2 separate regions of the Muntiacus reevesi genome follow, and region 1 is linked to region 2. A link is a contact called in public Hi-C data. All regions are on one chromosome and are shown on one strand. Each heading gives the region's core, a stretch centred on a gene start, on an enhancer-like site or on the middle of the called end of the contact. The rest is flanking DNA. Distances are from core to core; before and after follow the strand shown. Region 1 holds the start of TRIM24 (tripartite motif containing 24). Region 2 holds the start of CREB3L2 (cAMP responsive element binding protein 3 like 2).

Evidence for each region. A called contact is a pair of places that touch in the nucleus more often than the background predicts.
Region 1: a contact with region 2 is called in a Hi-C map of blood, with 3 times the contacts expected there. The contact joins the promoter of TRIM24 here to the promoter of CREB3L2 in region 2. A contact is called at or near these places in 2 of 3 Hi-C or Micro-C datasets (blood and muscle).

What each region holds. Positions count from the first base shown.
Region 1 is chr6:96,767,793-96,774,913 of mMunRee1.1, reverse strand. TRIM24 (tripartite motif containing 24) reads right to left here and starts at 5,845. Exons shown (of 19, transcript XM_065939105.1): 1 at 5,189-5,845. The coding sequence starts at 5,552.
Region 2 is chr6:96,351,592-96,358,927 of mMunRee1.1, reverse strand. CREB3L2 (cAMP responsive element binding protein 3 like 2) reads left to right here and starts at 5,879. Exons shown (of 12, transcript XM_065939093.1): 1 at 5,879-6,375. The coding sequence starts at 6,274.

The sequences.
Region 1 (7,121 bases), core at 4,596-7,095, 420 kb before region 2:
ATTTTTTTTTTTACTCTAATGAAATAAGCTATCTAGAAAGTCCCCCATACATCTATAAATTTAACACACTTCTAGGCAACCCATTGGTCAAAAGATGAAACATCATTGAGCTCCTGAACACACTAAAAGGATAAAAGAATGTTATGAACAAACTCATGCCAATAAATGTATCAAATAGCTGAATCATATACTTTTATTCACACAATTTACTGAAATAGATTCATGAAGAAATAGAAAAAATCTGATAGACCTATTTCTATTAAAGACACTGAATTCCTAATCAAAATCCTCCCCATAAAGAAAACAAGCCCATGTGGATTCACTAGTGAATTCTGTCAAGTATTTAAGGAGGCATTAACATTAATACAAAAACTCTTTTGGAAAACAGAGATGGAGGGAACACCTCATACCATATTTTTAGGTATTACCTTGATGCCAAAATCAGGTAAGAACATAAGATAACTGTATCACCAATGTTCCTCATGAATATAAGAAAAAAAAAAAAATCCTTAAAGTATTAGCAAGTCAAATCCAGAAAAGCACAGAAAGGACAATACACTGTGACCAAGAATTCAAGACCGGTGTAACATATGAAAATCAATGTAAGTCACCACAGTAACAGGAAAAAAAAACAAACAAAATCCACCACATAACCATTTTAATAAATACAGAAAATGCATTTGACCAAATTCTTCATTCATTCATGGTAAAAACCCTCAAGACATTTGAAATAGAAGGGAACCTGTTAATTTTTGGATAATGGGCAATTATAAAAAACAAAGAAGCTAACATATTAATGGTGAGCAACTTAATTTTTTTTTTTAAATTGGAGGATAATTGCTTTACAGTGACGTGTTAGTTTCTGCCACACAATACTGTGAATCAGCCATAAGTATATCCATGCCCACTCCCTCTCGAGCCTCCACCCCACTTCCCTAGATAGTCAAAGAGCATGGGGTGAGCTCCCTGCGTTATACAGCAGCTTCCCATGAGCTGTGTTATGCATGGTGGTGTGTGTGTTTCAATGCTACGTGTATGTTTCAGTTCATACCACCCTCCATCCCCTGCTGTGACAGTGCCCAATCTAATGTTTTATCCCTAAGATCAGGAATAAGAAAAAGAATGTCATCCCTCATTTAATACTGAAATTACCTAAACTTCTCTGGAAGTCCTAGCTAGTGTAAGAGAAGAAAATGTCATGAATTATTAAAAAAAAAAAAAAAAAAAGAAAAGAATTAAGTAAAACTACCTGCAATCAACATGATAGTCTACGTTGAAATTCCTAAGGAATCGACAAAAACTACTAGATTTAACTGAATTTAGCAAGAGAGTGGGATACAGTCAACATACAGAAGTCGATTGTATTTCAAAGTGTAAGCAACAATTGGAAATGAAAAAAATTTAAATACCACTTTCAATATTGCTAAAGAACATTGTATCATAAAATATTTCAGAACAAACTTCACAAAAGAAATCAGCTCCCAGAATTGATGGTTACGTGTTACAGACTGCCAGCTAATAAAGGAAACTGGTGGACTCATAGTTTACTCTCCCTTTGACAACTAAAGTGACCCCTTTCTAAAGTGTGCTTAGTCTTCTTTAAAAATAGCTCTTAGAGCTTGCTACTCTTTGGCTGAACAGTACATCCCCACTATAAAATATTAAATAACATTGTAACATTTCACAACATTATAACATTTAAGATCAGTTTGTCTCCTGATTTCATGTATCATAATGTATCTAAAGAAAATATTTTCCAAGCTCTTCCCCCTTTCCTGGACATTACTGCATACTAAGAAAAGTCTTGTGGTCACTCATTTTCTAACTGGTAGCCATATAAAATTTAAACAATGTTCTCAATATGGGCTTGGCGGCTACCATGAATTGTGTCTAAGCATTTACAAAAACTGTATCTTTGTTGTCACAAATTAGCTTTGTTTCTTCTTTACAACAATCAAACCATTATGTTGATTTTTGTTAAAAAAAAAAAAGTTAGAAAACACTTCCTATAAAGTTCATTTAGGATAACAAAGGGAGCACCAAAAAGCACTTAACAGAAAGGGAAACTAGGTTTGATGGTGTTGAGAACACTACATTTTCAATTTGGCCTTCATTTTCTAAAGAATCCTCTTTGAGCAGCTGTACTTTGGAATAATACAGCTTGAACTAAAACACACACACACACACACACACACACACACACAAAACAAAACCCAACCACTAGGGTTTATGATTATCTAAAACTCTTAAGTAAAGCTGTGACATACTGAGTTCTCTGGGGTGAGAGGTCTAGAAAACTATTTGCAACAAGCATACCAGGTGATTCTAGTAAAGTGAAAATCTGAAAACCCCCTATCTAAATCTTTATGCTTTCTTTACAGTCCAAGTCTCACATCCATAATGACTACTGGAAAAACCATAGCTTTGACTAGATGTAAATCTGAGTTTACCTGCAACACATGTGGCCTCAACAAAACTAGTTTTGTTTGGCCTACAGAAAGGGTCCACACCGAGTACGTGTTAATTACTTGCCAATATTTAATACTAGAGAAATGTTACATTTCTCCAGACCTCAGATTTCTCATTAAAAATTAAAGATCCTCCAACCCTGGTCCTGCCCTATCACAGGACAACCAGCTGGAGCTAAGCAGAGATTGCTCCCTTCCTTTCTCTCCCACCATTCCCTATTTTACCCAAGCCTTCTAGTTCCCCATCTCAGTTACTTGCTTAGCTCCTGACAGGATTGTGGTTTGATCTACGATGCCTGTCCCCACAAGTTCATTAGGAGAAGAACAACAGAGATAATGAACCTTATTTACAGTTGATCCTTGAACAAGCTGGGGGTTAGGGGTGCTGACACTTGTGCAGTTGAAAATTCAAATATAACTTACCGTTGACCTTCCCCATGCCAGTTCTGCATCCTTGGATTCAACCCATGACAAATCATGTACTACTCTAGTATTTACTATTGAAAAAAATCTGTGTATTAGTGCACCCTTGCAGTTCAAACTGTGCTGCTTAAGGGTTAACTGTGGTTCTGAAATAAATTGTCTATTAACTTTTGCTACAGCTAGTATTAGAATAAGTCTGCAAGGAGAGAGGAAGGGAGAAAATATTCAAGTTATTAAGACTCAACATAGTATTCTTAATTTATTGAAGATAATCCTAACTTTTTTTCTTTAGCAATATATGTGGAAGTATTGGTTTGTAAAAGACATCTTCCTCAGTATAAAAAAAACAAAAACATTACCTTCCAATTTAAAAGCTTTCCTGAACTCTGGCTTACAATACAAACACAAAGATTAAAAAATATCTGGAGACTGCAACATTTTGAGAACTTTATAATTGCAAACTTGCTTCAGAATTGAGGCTCAGAGCTTTTATTACTCATGTTCTCATTCATTCGGATCTAAATCTCAAGCCCTGGAACACAATACATCTTAATTCTAGAATTATGCAAAATTCAGATCCTAATTGGCTACTGGCCACTTTAAACATTTAAAATATAAATAAAAGCAACCCTTAAATGTGTCTAAAAATTAAGAACTAAAATTTAAGTTTCACCTGTACTAACTTTCCAACAGGTGGGCCATGTCAAGAGCAAATTAGCATGAAGGATCTGAGATTTTTACCCTACTTGCAAACTAACAAAGTACTAGCTTACCATGGAAGCTGGGAGAAGGCATGAGACTGGTGAATCGGAGACAAAGGGCAGTTTATTACTTCCAGTAATAACATAAGCCAAAGCATCAACACTTCAGCACTGGTTCCCAGAGCCCCAGTTCTCACCTGGCAAGGTGAAGAGGGTCAGTTGACACTTGCTTAAGCAATGGGCTTGCTTAAGCAATGGGATGTGTTGCAGGAGAGGAAGCCCAAGTTTAGGGAACCCTAATCTTTTATGATGGGCAATAAGCATGCCTGCCTTCTACCCCGGGAGACATTGATCTGTTACTATTGCACCATATACATGGTTCCTCTTTGCTGTGATGGTAGACACTTTCTCTACCATACAAGGCTTTTCCTTATACAAACATCCTTTAAAAACAGAAACAAAGGGCAGTCAGTCAGTACCTCCCCTGGCAAGCTCTGCAGAAACAGCCAGACCCATGGAAAACTGTCTTTCAACTAGACACTGTTCCTTACATATAAATAAATCAAGAGTCTAACACTGCAACCTATTTAAAAGCATCAATTTCATGTGTTCTTTGATCTAGCTCAATTATTTAATGAGCAATTTTTCTCTAACTACATCAACTAGTCCCTTTTAAACAGGCAGTATATGTAAAACCGAATTGTTTCCGGTTACTTTGTTTTTTTTAAAGGGAGGTGCTCAAATATTCGCCATGTAAACGTTTAAAACCTCAATTATTCTACTACAAACAATTTACTGTGCTTACTTCAACTTTGTGTTTCAAAACCTGTTAACGTTAGCAATGGGACCTACCTGTCAAAAGTCTCATTATACGATAACACCACAAAGAGAACAGTAACTTCAACATTTCCAGCTGCTGTCCACAAAATCCAAGAAAATGCCGCACTCCAAATCACTTTTTTCTATTTGTCTTTACCATTTACCGTCTCAGAACAAAATCTCCCAAAGAGAAGCACCACAAAACACCGTCTCTTAGTTCCTTTGTCCCCATCGGAGAGAACTGAGGGCTCATCAAGGTAAATAACCCCAATCACGCAAGACAAAAAACCAAAAAACAGAATCCGATATGTAACCAAAGAAAAGTCCCCACCACCGCATCTTCATCCCTCCCTTCCCCTCGCCAGCTCAAATAACGTGGGTACAGACGAGATGATTAGGATCACCTGGACAAAGCTGCGGGGAGGCAGAGGGTAGCGGTTAACTAGATGCAGCCGGCAAAGGGCCGGAGAGAGACAACAGTGCACTCCGACAGAGGTTTACAAAAGTACGGGTTGCACGGGCCACGCAGCCGAGAGGAGAAGACTGGGGGGCGGGAGGGTGGGAGCAGCAGCTCGGCCAAGTCCACAGCGCCGGGGGAAGTTGCTCGCGGGCCGCCGAAGAGCGCGCGGGCCCTCCATGTCACCGCCGCCAGCACAGACCCTCCTCGCCCCTCCCCCGCCGAGCACCCCGGGCGGCGGCGACGTGACAGCGGGTCGCCGCGCCGCCCCGGGGCGCCGGCCTCCCCACCCCACCGCACCCTACCCTCCCGCCTCTCACCTTGGGTCGCGAATGGCGAGGAGCCGCTGACCGGCGAGCCGGGGGCGGGGACGGGCGGCGGGGTTTCGGCGGAACCCAGCATGGGCGCTGGCAGCATGAGGTAGCGCTGGGGCGCGGGCAGGCAGCGCTGGCAGAAGGAGTGCAGGCAAGGCAGCAGCTTGGGCGCCCGGCTCTGGATGTTCTGGTGGCACACGGCGCAAGTGTCCAACAGGTTGAGCCGGGCCGCCTCGCCTCCGCGCTCCGAGTCAGGGCCCTGGCGACTCTCGGCCTCGTTCTCCCCGCTCGGCGCCGCCGAGGGCCCCCCGGCGGCCGCCGCCGAAGCGGCCGCGGCCGCCGTCGCCGCCTTCTCCACAGCCACCTCCATTGTCCTGCCCCCGCCGCCGCCGCTGCCGCCGGGAAAGGGGGAGCGCGTTCTCGGCCCGCTGCCGCCCCCGGTAGACCTCCTTCTCCTCCTCTTCCTAGGCCGCTCCGCTGACCCGCAGGAGAGGGAGGGACGGAGGCGCGGGCCGAGGAAGCCTCCTCAGGCCCCGGGGATCCGCCTCCCGGGTGGCGCGGCCGGAAGAAGAGGATCTGTCAGCGGGGACTGCTCTTCGCATCGGGGAGGTTGCGCCCGGTTCGCTTCGCCAACCGCCGCGGCGCTCGTCGAATCCGCCCAGCGCGCCCTCGCCTCCCTGCCTTTCTCTGGGGCCCGCGAGCCCCACCTCAGGCCACGCCCCCGCCCTCCCTCTCCCAGCAACCGAAGAGAAGGCAGGGAGAGAGCCGTCCTATCCAGCCGCGTCTGATCGGTGGGCGGGGCCTGCCGAAGCCCGCGAGGCTCAGACAGCTGCGGCGGGAGGCTGGTAGGTGGGAGGGCGCTTGCCCAGCCCCGCCCCCCGAGCTCCGGGAACCGCGGCCTCTGATTGGCCCTTTGTGTGTGTTTCAGTTCAGTGTGTTTAGCTCCCCTAAAAAGATTAAGCGTTTATTTGTTAACGATCGACCACATAATTCGGTCCGACCGTGTTAGCTCCTCCTATGGGGCGGGGCTTCACAGTGTCTACCCAAAGCTGTTAATTAACTGCTTGGAAAAACTATTTACTACTGCGGACAGAGGTCCTGTAGGAGGAGTAAATATGGTGGGAGGGTCGAAGGATAACGAAGTCGAGTGAAGAGCAAAGGGAAGAATTTTTCAAAAAGGGAAAATGTATAGAAAAGATATTGTGGAAGTAGCATGGATTTTGCCACCTGGATTTACTAATCTCTGTGATAAGCGGGGAGGTTCTTTTGAAAGTCCGAAAATTTTAAAGGTTTTCCCCATGAAAAAGGTGAAATTAATTTTTAAATAAAGTCAGTGATTTGCTTTTTAGGTGAATAAAACTGATTTATTCTTCAGGGGATTAACGAAGACTGTTTTATTGCATAAATATGGCATCATTACAAGAAATGGAAATAAATGTCAATACTGATATCCAAATAAATCTAAAACATTCTTTTTCATTTCCCCAAACCCTCACCGCCCCTCCCTTCCCCACCCCCCCCCCACAAACTTAGATCAGAAGTTACAGTGTTTTCACCTTAAAAATGGCCACACTTTACTAAAGTATAGAAATAGGGTAGGGGAAACAAGCCTCTGTACACGCATGACTGTGAGGAAAGAAAACTGTATGGAAGTGCCATTTTAAAGAATACATGAAGTGATGCTGGACCTTTGCAGAGAGCAGGATGGGGTCAGAATAGGCTTTGTTTAAATGGAAATGATCCTGTGTAGAGAAATGGTAAGTAGTCAAGATGGCGATAGTCAGGCTCTCTTGTCCTCCTTCGTGTAAAAAACAACTACATGGTTATGTAACAGCTGAGATCATCTATAACAATGCACACGTGCATTGTGATGCAATAACTTGCCAAATTGCCACCTTTGTTTTTGTATACCAATATTAAGCCCACCTGAAACATCCCT
Region 2 (7,336 bases), core at 4,630-7,129:
TGCATATCTGAGGCTGTTGATATTTCTCCTGGCAATCTTGATTCTAGTTTGTGCTTCACCCAGCCTGGCATCTTGCATGATGCATTCTGCATGGAAGTTAAATAAGCAGGGTGACAAACATTATTTTTCAGTCGACAATAACAACATAGGAGGATCCTGAACTCACCTCCTCTTATGTATGCACCAAATCTACAGCTACACTTGGAACAACTTCCTCTGAAAGAAACCCCCAAAGGACCTGAGTGACTCCTGCATGTTGAGCAAACAAGAAAAATCCCACATCAAAATGGGTAGGAGAGGCTGAGACACAATCTTGCCATAAACTCACACCCAATGCAGTGACCCACAATCAAAGGTTGGGGGGTGTCTCACAACCTGAGCTTCCCCTTGAGGAGGGAAGGGGTTGAACCCCACATCTGGCACCCCCATTTTTAAGACCAGCATCTGAGAGATGAGCCCTCTAACATCTTGGCCTTGAAAGCCAGTGGGGTTTGTACCCACAAGCCCCACAAAATTATAGTGAACTGAGAACCAGTCATTAAAAGGCTCACATGAACTCCCCTGGCTCCCCTCCAGGACCTAATGTTAAAGCAGCTCCTGAAAACAATCAAGCAGCTCATGGAGCAGTCCTATTTGCTTATCTTAAAGCTTTGGAGTGAAGGGCAGGCACCTAATCTAACACTCATCTAGGGGGCTATGAAATACTTTTCAAGGACACTGGTCAGCAGGCACCATATTTGAGTTCTTCCTCTGCTTCACTCCAGTTGCCAGTATCTCCTGGAAAGGAGTTTGTGAACCTGTCTAACGGGTGCCCCAAATTTTGTGGTTGCACTGAGGAGAGAACTCTTGATCACCAGGCTTTGACTGCTAGTGAGTCTTCCACTCTTGGGTCCCACAGAACTGTGTCAAATAGAGAGCAAGTTCATAATCAGTTATGGCCTTCCCCTACGAGGGCACAGTGAGGCGACAGCAGACTGGAATGCATCTCCAGTCTTTCTAGGAGTTTACCTATTAGTTTACCTTGATAGCTATGGCCCGAGGAGCAGGTTTCTAATTAAACACATCTAGCGACTGATTACAGAGACTAGGGAGGCCAGCAAGTGCCACCTTCGCACTCACCCTCTGCTCCTCCCCAGGCTGTCTAGTCTCTAAGCAAAGAGCTGTGTACGTGTCTGTCTCACCGACTTTCTGTGGTTGTCACCCAGAAAACACATCCCTTGACAGCCAGCCCGAGGGGAAAGTGGGGCTTGTATTCTTGGATTCAATGAAATGGTACCAAACAAAGAAACAGTTCTTAACTGGCGATTCCCCAAGGATCAGTGTACAGAGAGCAGACAGAAATGCCCATCTCCGGTCTTTCTGTGAAATTTGCATACTTTACAAGTGCTGCCTGAGAGTCTGACTTCCAATCAGCCTGCATCTAGGTGCTGACTGAGATCCTTCCCTTTGGGATATTGATAGGGCTTGGCATAGCTTCAACCACTGTGAACTACTAAGAATAAAGTATGCTGCTTAGACAGTCATAATGGTTTGAGACTCATCCAAGAGTTAAGTCAGAGTTGGACAATAACCTTCCTACAGGAGGCCACTCCTTCAAGACTGGGAGAGATGGCTGCTCTAGCAAGTGTATAGAACCTCGTACAGATTCAAAGAAAGAAAAAAGAGTATGTTCCAAACACAAGAATAAGATAAGACCTTAATGATACAAAGATAAGTGACTTATCTGATAGAGTTCAAAATAATGGTCATTACGCATCTCACTGAGCTTAAGAGAAGAATGGATAAACTAGAGTAAGAATTTCAACAAAAATAAAATATAAGAAAGCACCATATTGAAATCATAGAACTAAGAATACCTGAACTGAAAAGATACAATAAGGGGCTTCAACGACAGACTAGATCAAGTGGAAGAAAGGATCACTGAACTCAAGACAGGTCAATGGAACTCATCCAATCAGAGCAGCAAAAAGAAAAGAAAAGAAAAAAAAGAGTGAAAACAGTCTAAGGAACTTATGGAACAACAGCAAGTGGACCAACATTTGCATTATAGGGACCCAGAAGGAAAAGAGAGAGAGAGAAAGGGGCAGAAGCACATATGAAGAAATAATTGCTGAAAAATTCCCTAACCTGGAAAAGTAACAGACATCCAGATTCAGAAGCCCAGAACGTTCCAAATAATATGAACACCAAGAGACCCACATGAAGAAACATTAAAATCAAAGTGTCAAAATTTAAAGACAAGGAAAGAATCTTAAAAGCAGCAAGAGAAAATCAATTTGTTATGTACAAGGTAACCCCCATAAAAGTATTAGTAGATTTTTCAGTAGAAACTTTGCAGGCCAGAAGGAAGTGGCACAATATTCAAAATGTTGAAAGAAAAAACTTCCAATCAAGAATACTCTTCCTGGAACAACTGTCCTTCAGAACTGAAGGAGAGATAAAGAGATTTTCAAGAAGCAAAAGCAAAAGGGGTTCATTGACACTAGACTGGCCTTACAAGAATTATGAAAGAAACTTCTCTAAGCTAAAACAAAAGGGTACTAACAGGAAAACAGAAGACAGTAAAAGCACACTGGTTAATCACTTAAAAAGCTAGTATAAAGGTTAAAAGACAAAAATAGTAAATAATTGCAACAACAATAATTTTTAATGGACACATAAGATTAAAAGATGTAAACTGTGACCAAAAACAAAATGGGTGGGCGCGGTAAATGCAGAGATTTAGAAAGAATTCAAACTTACATTGTTATCTACTTAGCGTTGTTTTCTGTAAGCCTGATGGCAATCACACAGCAAAAACACAAAAGATAAAGGAATCTAAGCATTGCTGTTGTTTAGTCTCTTAAGTCATGTCCAAATCTTTTGTGATCCCATGGAGTGTAGCCCGCCAGGCTCCTCTGTCTATGGGGTTTCCCAGGCAAGAAGACTGGAGTGGGTTGCCATTTCCTTCTCCAGGAGATCTTCCCAAACCAGTGACTGAACCTCTTTCTCCTACATAGAGGGGGATTCTTTACCACTGAGCCACCAGGGAAGCCCCATCTAAGCATGCCATTATAGAAAACCAAATAAAGACAGACTGTATGACACTAGACTGTATGAGGTCTACTGTATGACCTCACTTATGTAGAATCTAAAGAAACAAGCAAATTCATGGAGACAGAGAGTAGATTGGCAGTTGCCAGAGGCAGGGCTTTCGAGTGGAGGTCGGCAGTGAAATGGGTGAAAGGGGCAAAACGCACAAAGTTCAAGTTATAAAATAAGTAAGTCCTGGGGATGTAATATACAGCATGGTGACTGTAATTAAACATTGCGGTGATCCTTTCACAATAGATACAAATATTGAATCATTATGTTGTGCTCCTGAATTTGATACAGTGTGATACGTCAATATTAACTCAAAAAAACAAAAACCAATAAGAAAACCCAACAACAACAGACAGGGGAGCAAGGGCTGCTACTTTTCAAGGGATGCCAGAGAAGCTGAAAAGAGTCAACTAAATTTTTTAAGTCCTAAGAATGAGAGGGAAAGGGACAAACTCTAGACTCAAGATGTAGAAGAAAAAATGTGCCGGTAAGAAGTCTATACAGTGAACAGAAGGGTACATGAAATAAACGAGGCTGAAAAAACTCACCACTGGGGACTATGCTACTACTATGGCAATAGAGATAAATTTAATCAAGCATTTAGGACACCAATTATTATATTACTGATTTTATGAAGGAAAAACTCAGCAGCTTAAAACAATATAAACTTATTGCCTTTAGTTGGTGTGGGTCAGAAATCTCGGCATGGCATAGACCCTCTAGATCTGGGTCTCTCACAAGGCTGTAGTCATCTGATGGCTCAACTCGGGGAGGATTTGCTTCCATATTCACTCAAGTGGTTATATTAGCAGGATCCAGTTACTTGTGGTTATTGGATTGAGGGACTCAGTTCCTTGCTGGCTATTAGATGAACATCTTCCTCAGTCCCTTGCTATATAGGCTTCTCCATAGAGCAGCTCAGAGCAAGCAAACAAAAGAGGACGAGAGAATGAGGAAGCCAGGAGCCAGAATGTTTTTTGACATCTCTTCACTTTTGCCACATTCTCTTTGTTGGAAGGAAGTCCCCAGGTCCAACCCACACTCAGGGGGAGGCAGTTATAAGAGGGTGTGAACACAGACAGGCTGGATCATTGGAGCCATCCTAGATTCTGCCAACCACATGGGCAAAACCAGGGTCTGACTCTGCTTAGAACAGAAATGCTTGACAGATAAGTGTTTGTATTCCAGCATTAAGGAGGGTGTACATGTTTCTTACCTTGCTTGCTCATGTTGAGTGTTATGCTAAGAAAAATGGAAAAAGTCCTTAAAAATTGAATAGGTGATCTATGAAAATGACGTGGTGAAGGAGTTAGCAGATTGTAAAATAAAACCAAGAACTAAGAGAAAGAAAAAGAAAACTATTATACAAAGGAAATGTGGGCCAACAAAGTAGAATTCTACTTAAGCACTGTTATATTAATTAATTTATATTTTAAGCATCAAAATATTCTCAAGTAACCCAAGAGATAGGTCCAGACAAATGGAATAGTTCCCATGATAAACTGCCTCATAAGGACACCCTAGAGTCCTAAGACAAATTTAGAATGATCCTATCCATCAAAAAATATTTGTGAAGGTGACAAACCTTCACACTGGAATGTGTCATTGTAAGGAACTTTTAGGGACAATTTGCAAGGACTCCCTTATATTTAAAATGAGAAAACTATGTATGCAAGCACTTTGTTTCTTTAAAAGGAGGAGTCTGAAAGGAGGAAGAAAAATCACAATGTTGGGGGGGAATATTTTAGAAGAGGCTTTTTCTTTCCCAATCTAGGCCTGTTGGCCTGGGCCCCGCCCATCTCTGAGGACCCCTCTCCCCGCACTCAGGGCTTAGCACCTCAAACTGCAGCCACATGTGTTTCCTTGCCTGTCAGTTAAAACAGCAGCTTCTCCCCCAACCTCACTTCATTCAGGTCTGTGCTCAACTCTCACCTACATACAAAGAACTTCCCCGACCACTATCTAAAATATCATTCGCTTACTGTGCTTTTGTTTTTCTTTATAGCAGTTACCACTTTCTGACATGGGTTTCTTTCCTTGTTTACTGCCCGTCACTTCCACTGAGTTAAGACTTGTATCACCTGGAAAAGAAAGCCGTTGACTCTCCTCAATAATGTATGTAGGGTAAATAAAAGAATAAAATAAAATAAGAGCCCATAAAAAAACACGACAGGAGAAGAGCCTAACAGAAAGTGGGAGGAAAATGTGAGGAAGGACGAGCAATTACAGTTTGCCAGATATATGCCAACATAAATTCATGCACGAGAGAATATTTATATTTGTGTGCAACGTGTGACTTATTTTTTAAATGCTCTGAAAGAGTCAAATAAGCTAATCTACTTGAAAATACTTAAGACAGAATTTAAATCTGCGCTCACAGCACCGCGGTCTTCCAGACGATCGCTAATTTCTCTGATTTTCTCAGGATACTAAGCGCACCCTCCCTCTTATAAAATGTATTCTTGTCGCTATCTGATTGGCTGGCCCTCCCAGGCTCTCCTTTCTCGTTGGTTGTTCCCCCTGTCCTTCACTTCTGGATTCAAGCTCTCCATTTGTCTGCTGCCGCAGACCGAGGCTGCAGGCGGCACTTCAGCCAGAGTAGTTCCCCGGTGACGTCAAAGGCGCTGTCTGCCCACATTCCAGGGCATGGGCGGGGACTTCCCGCAGTCCCTGCCTTTGGGCGGAGAGCAAGACTTTTGATTGGATAGGGCAGCGAGGTGATCATCCGATTGGTCCCCGCTCTGGAGGGAGGTGGAATCTTAGCTGCGTCCTGGCGCAGAGCTGAGGAGCCCTGGGGAGTCTCAAAGTTTTTGAGTCTGGAGCAGTAGCCGAGAGTGGGCTTATTGAGAGGGGCTTTTCTTGGGATGAAAACTGATCTCCTGCCTTTATTTTGGATGCATACCCTGGTTTATTCTCCTCAGCCTACGATCTGATCTCTGGACAATCTGTCTCCTCAGGAGATTCTCAGATCTTCGAGGACACTGGACCCGGAGCCCTTGGCAATTCTCTCTGAGGCAGAGGAGCGAACGTTTTGCTTCCTAAGTGCATAAGCTACACGCATACGCACGCACACACGGGCACACACACAGGCACACACCCTCACTCGGAGGCGGATCTCGCCCTCCGAGGCCGCGCAGTCCGCTCCCCTCCTGCGCTCAGCATCCTCGGCCCAGCGCGCCTCGGACCACCATGGAGGTGCTGGAGAGCGGGGAGCAGAGCGTCCTGCAGTGGGACCGCAAGCTGAGTGAGCTGTCAGAGCCCGGGGAGACCGAGGCTCTCATGTACCACACGGTGAGGACTCGGCGGGCCGGGGAAGGGGCGGCTGGAGAGGGAATTGTCATCAAAGGAACAGCTCGGGACCAGGAACTGGGAAGGGAGTGTTTGGGAAGAGCCTTCCCAGAATGGAGCAATCTGGGAGAGGTGTGGTTTTTCTAGCTGAAAGGTGAAGGTGGGCCGCTGGCCCTTTAAAATTTTTGATAACAGTAACGACCCTTTGTGTTCCTTTAGCAACTTATACTCTTCCCCGAGGGCTTTTCACATCTGCTATTTCGTTTCCTATTGCTCCATAAAACTGGGGTAGATGGTTTGATAATCTGTTTCGTTTGCTACTGATTTTTGTGGGAAGCTTTAAAAAAACTGGACATAACAAAGTAGCAGTTTCTTTCCTTCGCGGTCATATTCTCTCCCTCTCTTCTTTACTTTTTGGTTTGTATTTTAAGAAATATACCTCTGCGTATGTGTGTGTGTCTTGAAAAAAGGCCCCTTCCTTTTAGAAGAAAGACTGCTTTATTTGACTCCTTCAACCATGCAGCCAAGAAGTCTGCTTCCTCCTCCTTCAGAGGAAAGATCAGCAAAGGGGTACGGAAAATCTGAGACAGTGCACATTTCGGAAAGAATTTGGGGAAGGTGGGACAGCTCATCAGTTCCTTGCTCAGCCTTATGCCCCAGTCGACCCCTTTGGGCATTAAACTCTCATAGAGCACGCACATTTCTTTAAAAGTTTTCAATTGTGAGTGTTTAGTATTAAATTTGCAACATGAAATTTTGTTTACAACAGCCAGCACTGAGACTATGACTTTATTGTGAGATCTCTTTGTTTCTATTTTCTTTTTACAAATGCAGATTTTGTATTGAGAGAGAGAGGGAGAAATACTAATAAAATGAGAAGCTTGGCTGTTTCCCCTTTATGATTCTTTTAGTGGGGTCAGTGCCAGGATATTTGAAACTTTTGCAAAATGGCCTGCAGGCTCCA